2 separate regions of the Rattus norvegicus genome follow, and region 2 is linked to region 1. The links are chromatin contacts, called in public Hi-C maps. All regions are on one chromosome and are shown on one strand. Each heading gives the region's core, a stretch centred on a gene start, on an enhancer-like site or on the middle of the called end of the contact. The rest is flanking DNA. Distances are from core to core; before and after follow the strand shown.

Region 1 (2,700 bases), core at 126-2,625:
ACAACGGGAGAACTAGTCATTTTAGGAACCACAGTGGGACCAATTGTTCCCTTGCCTCCTTTTGTTCCTCCCTCAAGTTGAATCCTTGGAGTGGTGCTTCTCACTCACCCGTGAGCCCAGCTGGCTGTCTAGCCTCCACCAGGGTGCACTATTTCCTTTTAATGTCTATTCCCCAGGGCTTCCTCTGGGTGATGCTAGAACATAACATCTTAGCATCACTTTGCCCCGCCATTGTCCCTTGCATGGTAGCCTGGTCACTGGTGCAGACTCCTGAGCTAGGTCCAATGGGAGTTGCAAAGGGTGGCCAGGTATTGCTTCTTGCCACGTAGGATCTCCTAAGGTGGCTGAGAAGAAAAGAGATGTACTCTTAAGATCACTAACCATATCCAGCAGGAAATAAGTTCCAAGCAAGCAATACGTGGGCTACGGGCTGACGAGGACATGGGGAAACATAAATGAACTGATCAGAAAGGCTTCATCGAGAAGGTAGTAATTGATTCATTCCTTGAAGGGAAGAAGGAATTAAATGGTGCCCGGGAGGTCTGCAACACTACTGTTTCCAGAAACATTCTCTCCCTCAAATCTCGTTGTGGGAACAGCTCTGGGAGGAGAGGAGAATCGCCGGTGGATTCGTTTTGATGAGGAAAGATGCCAAGAGCCCCCACCGTGGTCCCGGTCATGTTGCTGAAGGTTTTCTGCTGAAGGTTATACTGAGTCGGGTGTAGGTCATGTACAGTTAAATCTTCCATTTTCTTGATTTTCTTAAGAAACATGCTTTACGGGGAGATATTTTAATCAGCTCGAGTTTCTCTCTGGACTTCAGAAAAACCCTTGCACCTGATTCCCAGCTTTAAAAAAAATCGTTTATATTTCAGACCTCAAGCATTCAATTACTTAAACATTGTCAGGAACAGATTAATAATGGTAGGGCCGGGTAAAACTCTAAAATGATCTTTACACACACACACACACACACACACACACACACACACACACACCATTATTTTAGGCTTCATATTTCAAAGTTTTATCAAACTACCCCCACCCCTTAATCTAAACCATTGTTTTCCAAGGGAAATTTAATAATAAGATCCGCCATGTGTTTCTGCTTAATTTTGGAAGCCTGTGTTATGCAGTCAAAGATTCTCATTTGAAAATAATTCCTGTCCTTATTCTAAAACTGCCAGGGGGGTTAAGATTTAAAAAACATGTCGCAGCTCTCAAGTTTCAGTTTTGCCTAAAGCCAAGCAGGGCTGGAAGATCAAAGTTTGGAGTGTAGTTCTAAAGTTAGACCCAGTGCCTTGCTAGCCCAGCTCATGAGCTCACAAATGGGGAGCAAAGGCCCCACAGCTGCCTGTTCAGGTCCTGTGATGATTAGCTCAGGGCTGGAGGAGACCCCCCTCCTGCCCACGGGCAGTCCACTGAGCCCTGAAGGCATAGTAGATCACAGGCTTCCTGACTTACAAAAACTAAGCTTGGGAGGGGCTAGAACTTAACAGAAAATGCTGTTGGTGGGTGCTTGCTGCCTGCCCAGCCTACCTTTAGTGGGAGCTGTTTGTCAGCATGACATTTTCACCTAACAAACTCTCAAAGATGGGTAGACTGGGGGAGGGGTGCTACTTGCTATTTTTTTTTAAACCATGTCTAGTGCTGTTAAAGTGAATGAATGGGATGTGTTCGTGCGTGCGTGCATCTGTCTGTCTGTCTGTGTTTCCTTAAGCCTCCAAACTCTATTTGCCTCCTGTTATTTTGTCCCCAATTTGCCTCTTTCAAACCTGAATAGAACTACCCATAAATACTTAGAGCATGGGATGTCTGGATGCTGTCAAAGAAAAGCTCTCCATTTACCCTTCTGGAACAGTTGACCTCTCTGTGAGCAGCGAAGGTGCAGAGTTCAATTCCGAGTTAAAATCCTAGGGTTCAGAGATCTTGGACATCCAACATCAATGTGGTTCTTTACAATGAGGAGCCCCAGTTTTGCAGAAATGAAAACCACCTTGACGTGTAAATGCACCTTAACGTAGCCAGGCACAAATGCTCGACTTTGGAAAGTTGGCCGTAGTGATGAGAAGATGTAGCGTTTCCCCATGGCATGCGGTCTGCCCTCCTCCTGTCGACGGGAGCCTTCTACAGTACAGTCCTTTACGTGTGACTAGTGCCATTGAGGCTTCCTGTCGAGTGCTGGTCCCCTAACAGCTGTTCGTGGAGAAACACGCAAAGTATCTCTCTGTTTTTCAATCAGAGCCTGCTCCTCATCATAAACGCTCCTTAGACCATTTTCACAGAGCCTTACAGGTGTTACAGTGGCTTCTTCGTTTGGAGGCCAGGTCTGCGCTTGTGCAATTGATCATGGGCGAGCAGGTGAGCTGCAAAGTTTTGCTCAAGCTGTCCACCTCGCTATTTTTACCCTGGTAGGACTGACTCAGCTCTCTGTTCTCCTTCTCCAGAACACAGTAGATCAGCTCCTTCTGTAAAAGAGTCATCAGATGCGCTCTCTACAGATGCTTACGTAATCTGTCCTCAAGGTTTTCCATGGCCTCTGAAGAATGAGACTCCTTATCTAAGTGGCTGGTAGGCAAGGTCTCTCTCTGGTAACCAAAGCCAATTTGGGGTGAGAATAGCAATTCATGTTAATCCTTTTCTTCAAATTTTGGTGCTAAAAGCTGCTTTAGGTAAACCCTTAGTGTCAATGTTATGAAA
Region 2 (2,700 bases), core at 11-2,510, 640 kb after region 1:
GATTTTTTTTTTTTCTGGGGTGGGGGTGTTTCCTAGGCAGCCCGACCCGGAGCGCCGCGTCTCCCCGCCGGAGCCCCCCCACCCATTTCTTTGCTGAACTTGCAATTCCGTGCGCCTCGCCGTGTTCCCCCTCCCCCCTTCCCTCGTCCCCTCCCCTCCCGGGAGAAGAGAGTTGGTGTTAAGAGTCAGGGATCTTGGCTGTGTGTCTGCGGATCGGCGGCGGCGGCGGCGGCGGCGGCGGGGAAGCCGGAGCGGGCGCGGGCGCCGGCCGTTGGAGGAGGTGGTGGTGGCGGAGGCAGGGGGATAGACATGACCGCCGCCTGGGCGCCGGCGCTGCACCGGGAGCCCCTCGTCGCGCGCGGGCGGTAGGTAGCGGCGCGGCGGGGCCGGCTGGGCGGATGCGCGGCGGGGCCGGGCCGGGCCGGGCTGGGCGGCCGCACACGGGCTCGGGGCCCCGTGGTCCCGGCTGTCCCCGCCGGGGTTCGGGAGCTGGGGAGCGGCGGCGTCCCCTCCCCCGGCCTCCGCCCCCTCCGGGCCCGGCGGGCTCCCGGGCACAGCGCACTTTGCCAATGGGCCTGACTTCAATTTTTTTTTTTTACAACCCTTTCTTTCACAAATTAGGGGTGCAGGACAATTGGAGGACCCTGAGGCTCTTCTGGGCTCTCCCTCCCCGGCAACCCCACCCCCCTGTGGACCGGTTTGCACTCCAGAGACGCTGGTCTTTAATTTCTTTCGAGCTACTTTGCAGGGCGAGGGGGGGGGGTGGGGGGTGGGGGGGGAGGGAGTGCTATGAGTGTGTGCGAGTGTGTGCGCGTGAGTGTGTGCGTGTGAGGGGGTGGGGTGGAGGGTGGGGGGAAAGTTGAGACCGGTTCGTGCAGTAGTTTCTCTTTTCTCTGTGATCCATTCATTTCTCGCTCTACCTCCTGTTGCATAAATGGATGCGCTGAAGAGCGGCTACCCCCCTTCTCTCCTGGATTTGGTTTTATAGTGGATGTTACTAGTTTGATCGTCTCTTTGGAAATACAATATTGCTATTTTTCCTTTTTTTTTTTTTTTTTGCTATTGCTGCCTATTCCATTAAAAAAAAAATCAAAACAAAACCCAACAACTCTCCCATTCCTTCCTCCTTTTCTACCTTAATCCCATCCGCCCCTATATCCCCCCCACCCCACCAAACCCCCCAGTCTCCAAAAATCCGATTGTGTTTTCTCCAAGGATTGGGACTGGATTTTCTGATTGCGGTTATTTCCATGTTTCTAGGTTTGTGTGATTTTGCTAAAATGCATCACCAACAGCGAATGGCTGCCTTAGGGACGGACAAAGAGCTGAGTGATTTACTGGATTTCAGTGCGGTAAGAAAGAACGGTGGAAACTAACAACAGCTGTGGAAAAAAAAAAAAAAACAACCCTCCCCCAACACTCCAGCTAGGCACCCATAGACATGGGAAAGACTGGGATAATTTTTAATTGGCTGAATCCTTGGAAAATGTGAGGGTCTTTTTGACAAGTTTTTTTCTTTTTAACAACTAATTTTGGGATGTGGAAAACTCAAGCTTTTTTATTTTTATTTTTTACGAGTTTAATTACTTGCCTTGATTTCTTTACCTACCAATTTCTCTATAAATAATGGAATCTCAATCCAGCAGAAAGGAAAACCAGATAACCCTCTTAAAACTATAAAGTCCACCAAAAACTTGGCCACGTCTGCACACAGAGTGCGCTGCTAACTTTGTGTCAGGCTGCACATCTGATTTACATAATATTTATTTACTTTAAAAATGGAAAATAGGCAGTAGAGGAGCTAGGTGCCCTGAACTTGAGGCGGATGGTTCTGTGTGGGTCCTCTTGACTTCCGCCTGGTCGCCTCTTCTGGGATTCTGGGAACTCCTATGCATAAATTGAGCATACATTGTTCAGTGTGCCTTGGACTATTTTAGTAAATTACAGTCTTGAAATCAGCACAAAGAGGAACTTACACACTTGTGGAGTTTTTACTACTGTACTCTCTTGGTTCTTCTTCCCTCCCCTCTGCTTCCAGACAAGTCAGGAGCATGGATGCAGTTTTAATGCCAGATGAGTTTGGTGTAACATGCGTTTTGTAAAGCAAAAGGGGGAAAAAAAAGAATCCCCCCAAACACACAAATAAAATCCACACCACCTTCTAAGTGGGGCTCCCCCACTCTGCTCCCGCTCCTGCTGCCTGCCGAAGCTGGCTGCCACCTCTGCTGCTCCTCCCGCAGACCCCGTGGAGAAGTGGTTCTCTGAAAGTTTTGGCAGGAAGCAGTGGCCCATAGGCGGCTTTGCAGCCCCCTTTCTGCTTGTTGCACTTTCTCCATTCGCTCCTTTGCTTTTTTGCAGGCTCTGACTCGGGGAAGGTGTGTGAAACGCATTAGACTGGAGGAGAAGAGGGAAACCAGTTAGGGCGGAAATAGATGCTGGAGAGAGAGAGAGAGGGAGTGAAAGATTGAGAGAGAGTGAGAGAGAGAGAGAGAGAGAGAGAGAGAGAGAGAGAGAGAGACTTGCCTACGTTGCTCTCATGTTTGAGCTGAAGTGAGAAATTACTGCAGGTGGCATTTTGATTTTGATTTGGGTTCATGTGTGGCAGACAAGTCCTGTAACGGATGGGAAGGGACATTGCCACATTTATGTTATGCCCAAGGTTTTCAATATAAAACAAACAACTTTTTCTTCTCCTTTGTC

The links. Hi-C and Micro-C count contacts between places; a contact is called where the count stands out from the background.
Region 2: a contact with region 1 is called in a Hi-C map of frontal cortex, with 2.8 times the contacts expected there. The contact joins the promoter of Tcf4 here to the enhancer-like site in region 1. A contact is called at or near these places in 3 of 12 Hi-C or Micro-C datasets (the A7r5 cell line, Schwann cells and frontal cortex) and 1 of 1 datasets of contacts at active chromatin or transcription factors (oligodendrocytes).

Annotation. Positions count from the first base shown.
Region 1 is chr18:64,578,131-64,580,830 of GRCr8, forward strand. No RefSeq gene overlaps it. Among named protein-coding and RNA genes, the nearest start is that of Mc2r, 290 kb to the left of the region's middle. Within about 2 kb of position 1,376, at least 3 of the 93 cell types and tissues checked have an H3K27ac peak or open chromatin away from gene starts, as enhancers often do.
Region 2 is chr18:65,218,385-65,221,084 of GRCr8, forward strand. It overlaps Tcf4 (transcription factor 4), which reads left to right and starts at 1,261. Exons shown (of 19, transcript NM_053369.2): 1 at 1,261-1,352. The coding sequence starts at 1,281.